Regions from separate parts of the Mus musculus genome. Here region 1 is linked to region 2. Evidence: chromatin contacts called from public HiChIP or PLAC-seq data. All regions are on one chromosome and are shown on one strand. Each heading gives the region's core, a stretch centred on a gene start, on an enhancer-like site or on the middle of the called end of the contact. The rest is flanking DNA. Distances are from core to core; before and after follow the strand shown. Region 1 holds the start of Gfer (growth factor, augmenter of liver regeneration). Region 2 holds the start of Caskin1 (CASK interacting protein 1).

What was found. HiChIP or PLAC-seq counts read pairs in DNA pulled down with a chosen protein or histone mark.
Region 1: an HNF4G HiChIP or PLAC-seq map of pancreatic cancer cells shows a contact between it and region 2. The contact joins the promoter of Gfer here to the promoter of Caskin1 in region 2. A contact is called at or near these places in 23 of 39 promoter capture datasets (the 3T3-L1 cell line, the C10 cell line, the HPC-7 cell line and 15 more), 1 of 15 datasets of contacts at CTCF or cohesin (large pre-B cells), 3 of 484 Hi-C or Micro-C datasets (bone marrow-derived macrophages, embryonic stem cells and myeloid progenitors), 17 of 115 datasets of contacts at active chromatin or transcription factors (the HPC-7 cell line, the SCID.adh cell line, VIP interneurons and 11 more) and 5 of 9 other capture datasets (adipose tissue, embryonic stem cells, liver and 2 more).

Annotation. Positions count from the first base shown.
Region 1 is chr17:24,693,401-24,697,932 of GRCm38.p6, forward strand. Gfer (growth factor, augmenter of liver regeneration) reads right to left here and starts at 2,756. Exons shown (of 3, transcript NM_023040.3): 1 at 2,431-2,756; 2 at 1,854-2,050; 3 at 1-1,042. The coding sequence starts at 2,667. The coding sequence ends at 880. Noxo1 (NADPH oxidase organizer 1) reads left to right here and starts at 2,834. Exons shown (of 9, transcript NM_001357836.1): 1 at 2,834-3,596.
Region 2 is chr17:24,486,396-24,490,817 of GRCm38.p6, forward strand. Caskin1 (CASK interacting protein 1) reads left to right here and starts at 2,388. Exons shown (of 20, transcript NM_027937.2): 1 at 2,388-2,668. The coding sequence starts at 2,575.

The DNA of each region.
Region 1 (4,532 bases), core at 1,506-4,005, 210 kb after region 2:
GCAGCCAGGGCTGTGTAGTAGTAAGGCAATCATCTAGCCCATCTTCCTTTGGGGCAACTATGTCCCAAATGAAGGGTACGAGGCACCTGGACCACTCCTGCCTCTCACCTTCAGTCTCATGGGGCTTTCGCTGAGGAGGCCACCCAAGTGTCTGTAGTAGGCACCTCCATTTCTTAATCCTGTGGCAGGGTTCCCAGAGGCAGTGTTCAAAGCTTAAACTCAGGATTTGCACAAACCTTACACCCCAGCCTGAACTCAGGGCTAACCCAGAGTTTAACCCCTTCCTTGACGTCTTCTAGCGTGACTTCTGGCTTGTCGTCCGGGATGACTTCCCGCCTGACGCCATCAGTTACTCCGGTGTATGCACCTGGGTTCCCTTCAGTTGTAGCTCCAAACTTCAGTTTAGGGGTAGAGCCAAATTCATTACAGACTCTGAAGCTAATGCAGATCCGAAAGCCCCTTCTCAAGTCGTCTTTGCTGGATCAGAACTTGACAGAAGAGGAAGTCAATATGAAATTTGTTCAAGATCTCTTGAACTGGGTTGATGAGATGCAGGTGCAGCTGGACCGCACTGAATGGGGCTCAGATTTGCCAAGTGTTGAAAGCCATTTAGAAAACCATAAAAATGTTCACCGAGCCATTGAAGAATTTGAATCCAGCCTTAAGGAAGCTAAAATTAGTGAGATTCAGATGACAGCGCCTCTGAAACTCTCTTACACAGATAAGTTGCACAGATTAGAGAGTCAGTACGCTAAACTCTTGAATACATCCAGAAATCAACTACAGAAACAAGTGTTGGCTCAGATGCACTTTAATCGTCAATCAGGCTGTTGCCCATAGAACCAGGCTAGATGCCCCTCACGAACTGCTGGTAATCTTCTAGTCACAGGAGCCGTCCTTCCAGCCGTCACGCCAACGCTCATCTACTCTCGAGCAGTCAAAATCAGGCTTGCCCAGCTTCCGATTCACCTCATTGTGCAGGCGGCACAGCCACTGGCTGAAGGATACTCGAGTGCTTGTGTCTGGCTGGTTCCTGCCTATCCTTTGAGAGAAGCACAGAAGGATGTAAGGAGATCCCGGCCCCTCTGTCTCTGCCAGTGTCTGGAGACGGGAGTTGGGGCACTGCTATGACCTATCTTCCTGTAGGGGGATGGGGGGGGCCTGAATCTAGAGTTTCTAGGTAGGGCCTGGCACAAAGGACTGTTTCTCAGCACCAGGGGCACAATGCAGCTAGAGCTCCCCTCACTCCTAACTGCTTCAAATAGCAAGTGCAACCTAGGTTAGGCCACTGAGAGTGAGGGATGTTTACTTCAGTCCAGTTTTTTTTTTTTTTTTTTTGGTTTTTCGAGACAGGGTTTCTCTGTGTAGCCCTGGCTATCCTGGAACTCACTTTGTAGACCAGGCTGGCCTCGAACTCTGAAATCCGCCTGCCTCTGCCTCCCTTCAGTCCAGTTTTTAAAGCTGGTAACTAAGCTGAGAGATTGGCTTGAGCCCCATAAGGAAGAGCTATAAGGACTGGGCTTTTGAGGAAGGAGAAGGCCCCCAAACCCCAACATCCCTTTTGGTGTCCCCTCTCCTAGGAACCTGTCACTTCTGAATCTACTGTTCTAGGCCCCTCTCTATGACATCAGCTATGCCCCCCCCCCTTTTTTTGTGTTTCTTTGAGACAGGGTTTCTCTGTGTAGCCCTGGCTGTCCTGGAACTCACTCTGTAGAGCAGGCTGGCCTCGAACTCAGAAAACCACCTGCCACTGCTTGCCAAGTGCTGGGATTAACGGCGTGCGCCACCACCGCCCGGCATCAGCTAGGCCCGCTCTAGGGACCTTACTGACAAGAGGTATAGCCACAACTTACCTCTTCCTTATGTCTTCCGCACATTCCTCGCAGGGGTAAAACTTGGAAAATATATGTATGAACTGGGCCATATCCTGTTGTTGTTCTGGCGTGGGCCTGTCCGGGTAATAGGCGGCCAGCGTATGGAGGAAAGCCCAGGTGTGGCGACCCAATTCTTCCCGATCCTGTGGACAGTCCTCCCTAAACTTGATGTCCCGCTGCAGAAGTAGGCCGACTAAAGGTCAATTCACTCTTACCCAACCAGAAAGCCCATAAAATTCCAACCCAGTGGCAGACTGCTTGCGTTGTACGCCAGAGGCCTTCGGTTCGAATTCCCATTATCACTAATAATAATCATAATAATAATAATAAAGGAAACAAGAACGCTCCCTTTTTCAGTTGACAGCCTACTAACTCGATCTGACTAGCCAGTGGCTGAAAGCGCAAAAGTTTGAGCCTAACGGTGTGTGTGGGTGAGGGGTAAACATGTTTAGGCATAGCCAACCCTGAGGGTTTGGGCCGTGCGGTAGCCGAACGGGAACCTGGAAACCAGGTGTGTGGGGGACCGGGACCGGGCGGCCAAGCGGGGCATCTGCACCTTCTGCTGGGTCCGCATCCACGACTTGAAGTCCACGCAGGCCCGGCACGGTCGCTTCCCGTGCTCCAAACCTTGCGGCGCCGGGGCCGCGGCAGGGGTGGTGTCGTCTCTATGCCTTGCGCCGCGGCCCCGCGCGTCAGTCACCAGGTCGTCGGTCATCTCGGAGCGCGCGCCGCCCGGCAGGAAGGAGAAGCGACTGCCGCGAGGGAAGCCCGCCGGCTCGCTGGGCGCCGCCATCTTGCTGGCGTGCGGGCAGCGGGGCCAAGAGGGCGTGCCGGCGACAGTTCGGAGGAGCGTGCACGCCACCGCCGGCGCGCGGCGGCAGGAGCGGGAACCGCAGCCCGGGGCTGGGCTCAGGCCGGGGCAGGAGGCGGGGCCTGGCGGCGGGGCGGGGCTGGGGGCCGAGGCGGCGGCCCGGGTCGCGGAGGCGTAGGAGGCCTCGGGGCGGGAGGAGGCGGCGCCGGAGGCCCAGGCCGAGGCGGCACTGGCGGCTGCGGCTCCGGCTCTGCGGGTACTCTTGCGCCTGGTGACCCGCCGCGAGCCCGGCGTGCGTGGTCCATGGTGGGGTTCAGGCTTCCTCCGGCAGATGTGAAGTGTGTCGTGGAAGGCGCGCTGCGGCTGTGCTGAGATCTTGGACTGAGATGAGTTCCGAGATGCTTCTCGCATCACCCCCATCGCTTGGCTCAGACACCTAAGGGCGGCAAAATTTGGGGTCTTCCTGCCTTACGACGTGCCCACCTACACGCTTCTCGGTGCCTTAGCAACGCGCGACGGGGCGTGGCCTCACAGAGACCAGACAGTACTTATTGCCAGAGGCTACCTGTGCCCTAGTAACTGTCCCCCACTGCGCAACCTTGAGAGAGGGCGTGTCCTCATCCTCTAGCTTGGATAAAAGATTATTATGCCTATTTTAATAGCAGCCTCAGGAATTTCTTCCTTTTTTTTTTTCTTTTGGAGACAGGGTCTCATGTAACTTGGACTAACTTTGAACTCTGTATGTAGCTGAGTGAAGATGATGTTGAATTCTTGAATCTTTTTGCCACCACACCACCTCTTCAAGTGTTTGACTTAAACGCCTGTGCCATCACAGGAAGAATTCCTTCCGCTGCCTCCATGTGTTCATTTACTCTTTCTGCAAATATTTGTAGAGTGGCTGCTCTCTCCAGGTGCTGTTTCCTCCACTGAGCAGAACAAGGAACAAGCCTCCCTCTTTAGCCTTTAACCAGTGATGCAAATGCGGAAAACCCAGTACACCAGAATCATATTTACAAAACTGATGAAAGCTGTGCAGGGGGTGAGGAGACCCTTAGGCACAGGCCTTTGGGATAAGAAATCAGCTCAAATGCTTGACATTTTACAGAAACACCAGTGACGCTGGGGGCAGGGTCTAGGGAAGGTAGAGGAGATAGAGGCAGAATCCAGAGTCCGGCAAGGCCTACTTATGACCATGGTAGCAACTGGCATTTTTTTCCCTAAAAACAGAGATGTTGGGCAATTTGGGACAGTGGATTTTGTGTGTGTGTGTGTGTGTGTATTTCAAGACAGGGTTTCTTAGTGTAACCAGTCTTGACTGTCCTGGACTCTCTTTGTAGACCAGGCTGGCCTTGATCTCAGAAATCTACCTGCCTCTGCCACCCAAATGCTGGGATTAAAGGCATGTGCTACCCCACTGAGAACAGATTTTTTTAAAGAGACAGGGAGGAACCCAGAGTTGGGGGCTCCTCTGTGTGCATCTGAGAGAGGCAGTGGCTAGATAGAGTGAAGAGCATCTAAGGTTGGGAGGGGTAGACAGGGGCTGTCAACTGAGTGGTAAGAGGGGCTCACAATTCCTCACTTTTCCAGCTTCTGTCTTCTGACTTCCAACATTTCTGAAAAAAAGCCAGAAAGTTATTAAAGGTAATGCCAAGACTTAGCTAAGTAAGGAGATTGGCTTTATGACCTAGCTACTCGGGAGCCTAAGACAGTAATATTCCCAACTTTGGCAAAACCCTATCTCAAAGCAAAACAAGACAAAAACAACCAACCAAAACCAAACCAAACCAAAGCAACCAAAAAAGGACCCAGTAGTTGACTCAAGGTTGTCTGTGTCTGTAACATACTGT
Region 2 (4,422 bases), core at 1,138-3,637:
CAGGGGGGCCTGTTTATGGGATATACATGACCTAAAGCTGGACAGAAAACAGAAGTATAGTCTGGCGGTGGTGGCTCACGCCTTTAATCCCAGCACTGGGGAGGCAGAGGCAGGCGAATTTCTGAGTTCAAGGCCAGCCTGGTCTACAAAGTGAGTTCCAGGACAGCCAGGGCTACACAGAGAAAACCTGTCTCAAAAAAACAAACAAACAAACAAAAAGAAATATAACAACTTCAGGCAAGGGCCAGGTCATTAGCCCAAAGCAGTCCAAGAATATTAAATTTAAGCTTGCCCTTTCAGGTCTTGGTGAATGTGTATTTGTTAAGGTGGGAGGCTGGACATGTTTGATTTAACAGTCATCAATACAATTCCAACTCTGGGATCAGCATTTGGTGAGTGGGCCTCTCTCTGCATTTTTGCCCCAGGTCCCACAAAGATGATTTCTCTTACAAGCTCCAAGCACAGCAATAGCAGCCATGATAATAGCAGTTCTCTTTTTATACATTTACTTATTTCTGTAGTGCTTCCTGCGTGCTTGGCACGGTACCATGTGAAGATGGATCGAATACAGTTGGAACCCCTGCAGCAAGGGCCAAGAATATCACAATATCTGCAGCAGCTGTGCATTGGACACTTGCTATATCCTGGATTAACTGCGTGAACAACTTCACAGTGAACCCTGGCATAGATGAAGGGGACACATTATTTACCCACCTTTGACAGGGAGGGTAGATAAGAGATTCAGAAAGAGCCAGGGCGGTGGTGGCGCACGCCTTTAATCGCGCACTTGGGAGGCAGAGGCAGGCGGATTTCTGAGTTCGAGGCCAGCCTGGTCTACAGAGTGAGTTCCAGGACAGCCAGGGCTATGCAGAAAAACCCTGTCTCAAAAAAACAAAAGCCAAAAGCCAAAAAAAAAAAAAAAAAAAAAAAGAAAGAAAGAAAGAGAGATTCAGAAAGACAGAAAGAGCAGCAGTTCAGGGTGATACAACTAGTGTAAGGAAGACCGGAAGACCAGAGACAGGAACCAATGTAGCTTCTAAGTCCAGACCTATAACCTGGAGACCTGGGGGCCTGTAGCACCTACACAGGAATGCAAAGCATTTTCTAGTCCTTGGCTGTTGTTTTCCAATCTGTAAAATGGAGACGGTAAGCTCAGCTTTATCCCAAATGGCCAGCACAACACCGGACCCTGGGACTAACTAGGAATCAGTCACTCTAATGGTCCAATGGAAGGATTTTTACATTTAGAGACCTCTTCTGAGAGCCTACCACATATCAGAAGACCTAGGCTCATTCCTCGAGCCTCATGACTTTATCATGATCAGAATTCCATGATAATACATTGGTTGTGCATATGTGAACCCTCACCGAATTCTCTCCACTGTAATGTTGGGTTGGGTGATGCTCTCTGCTCCTGCTTGTAATAAGGAAGCCGAGGGAGCAGAACCTCACTCAAGACAAGGATCTCAGCTGCTGTGTGTTCATAATGCTGCAGGCAACAGAGGAGGCCTGGCGCAGCCCAAGCCTTCAGGCAGGCAGGAGAAAGGTGAGGTGTTGGTCAAGCAGAGATGCAGACTGGGAACCCGTGCTAGGAGATTGCTTAGGTTGGGCTAGACTAGAATGGTTCTGGACGAGGCTGGGCCTTCATTGGTGCTGAGGACAGGAGGTTAAGATACTTCTTGGTGGATATAGACAGTTATATCCAAGTAGATGATGAGAGTGTCAAAGCCAAGCTCCCTTCCAGGCTGTCCTCGAAGGAGAACAGTCATCCTGCATTGTTGTGGAGGGAAGCCAGAGGCTGCCTGGGAAGAAGGTGTAGTTGGGGGGAGGAGGGGTACGGGTTCCCTGACACCGAATTCATTATTGGGAGATTCCTCTTCGCAATCTCTCAACACCTCCCACAGGAATCACGGGCCAGAAATGTCTGACAGCCTCTGGAGGGCCGGCACCGGTGGCACTTGTGCCCGGCTTCCCGCCCGCCCACTGCCTCCGAGTCCCTCCCCCTCAGGTCCCGCAGCCTCGAGAAACCTCTCCTAGGTTTAGGCTTGCGTCGCCGCCGTGCCGGTGCTCGGTGGCCAGCCCCCCTGCGCACCGTCCTCTGTCCCTGGCTGTCGTCTTCGGTTCCCCGCTGTCCGCAGAGGCCTAGCCTGACCCGCGCACCCAAACGTGGGGAGGGGGCGTCGGGCGCGGGGGCGGAGCCTCGGAGCCAGGCGCGCGGCCGGCGCGGGCTGACGGAGGTCAGCGGCCGCGGGAGCGGACCCAGGCGTCCGGGAGGCGGCTCAGACGCGGCGCGCCACCGGGTGCCGGCCGCCGCCGCCGGCTCCCGCCCCTGGGCCGCCCCCCGCCCGTGACGCGCTATCCGTCCCTCCGCGTCGGAGCCCCAGCCCCAGTTCGAGCCCGAAACCCCAGCCCGAGCCCGAGTCCGAGCCCGAGCCCGAACCCACGGAGGGCGCTGGGCGGCGGGCGGCGCAGGGAGCGCGGGCTGGAAAGGATGCGATCGCAGACGCGGAGCCGCTGCTGCGTCTGAGCCGCCGAGAGCACCAAGCGCCGCGTCGCTGCGGGCCCGGCGGCGCCATGGGGAAGGAGCAGGAGCTGGTGCAGGCAGTGAAGGCGGAGGACGTGGGGACCGCGCAGAGGCTGCTGCAGAGGCCGCGGCCGGGGAAGGCCAGTGAGTGCGGGGGGCGCGCGGGGCGCGGGCGGGGCCCACCCCGCCGGGGTGCAGGGCGAGGAAGGGATGCTGTGGGTCTCCCGGGGTGGGGCGGGGCCAGGAGCGCTCAGACCCTTGGTCCGCGCCCCCCTTCTCGCCCTAGCTCTGGAGGAGGGGCGGCAACGAGCGCAGAACTGTCCGCCCAGCCCCCTGCGGGCACCTGCGGCACCCACCGTCCCTGAGGCCGCTGGCGATCACATCCTCCCTCGGATCTCCTCCCTTTCCAGGCTGCAGGCTGATGATTTCTACTTGTGCTTTTAAGGGCGAGGCGGATTCCCCCCACCCCCCAAGAGACATTGTAGAGAGAGGGAGGGGCCCTTGCAGTGAGGGGCGACCAGAGGCTAGCAATCTCTGTCAGACCCCTTCCCCACCCTATGTTTAATAACACGCTTTGCAGGGAAAGGGGTGGGGTGGGGGACCACGCTGGGGGTGTGGCTGCCCAGGCATGGCCAGTGGGGGCCATTTACTGATGAGGGAGTGAAACACAGGCGCCCAAGGTCGCCCAGCCCTGGGGCAGGCTGGGCTTCAGACAGGGACAGCCTGGGGGATAAGGACTGTAGGCTCTTGCAGGCTTCTGCAGACCTTGGTCGTCCCTGGCTTTTTCTGCTGGAAAAGGGGGCCAAGGATCTGTAATGGATCTCCCACACCATTCCTAGCTTGTGCCCTGGGGGTCCAGGGAAGGCCTCGGAGCTTGGAGCTTTGATTCTGGCTCTCAACCCTGCTCATCCTAGAGCCTCCCTAGGGGCCTCTGGAGATGGATTGATGGGCGTGTGGACTAGCCAAGTGCGCAGCTGTGTATGTATGACCGTGTCAGTGTGTCAGGGCACCTGTGCAGGCACTGCAGGTCAACACATGGGACCTGGGTGCTTTCACTTCCAACCCACCATCGTAAGCTGCGGGGAGGGGGCCCCATTTCTCCAGGGGGCTGCTGAGACACGGGACCGTCTGGAGTGGCTCCTGTCCACTTTGCTTTTGGAGGAAGGACACTGGTGCCTCCAGGGCACACAGGCAGCCTGGGAAGCTCCACTTACTAGAGCTGGCTTTAGGGCCTCAAGGCTGAGAGTGGAAGAGCTTCATAGGGAGAGGCAGGTTGAAGAGAGGAAGGCACAGCTTTCCACCTAGTGGCCTGTGTCCTTGGTCATCCTGACTCTCTAGGCCTTAATGGCCTTATCTGTAGGATGGAACATCTGTGGTCCCTGCCACCCCACAGCATCCTGAGAGCACTAAGAAGGGACTGATGAAGAGGAGACACTTACTTCCAGTTCAGGAAATGCTAATGGAGCTGGCTTTTTTCTGCTGGCAGCCAGTGGGAACCACAAATATGGGGATCCTCTTCCCTTCCATTTGGCCATCATGGATAGGAGAGAGGGTTGTCATCTCTGCCTGGGTCCCTACCTCTGCCTTGGAGTGATGTGGACTCAGCAGAGGCACCTGTCGGTCTTGCCCCTTCTGTCTGTAGTCTCTGAGTCAGAGGGGCGGTGTAATAAATCAGACAGAGAAATCCCTCCATGAATTAGCTCAGTTGTCATGGCAACGCTGGCCTGCTTTGGAGTAAGAAGTATTTTGATTTAGCAAAGTACAGCTGGAGTTTGGGCCATGGGGTGAGGGGTGTCCATAAGTATCCTGAGAGTGTGGTTTCCCCCTCACATACACACACCAGCCAGGCGTAATGATACACTTAGGCTTAATCCTAGCAGTTGTGAGGCAGAGACAGG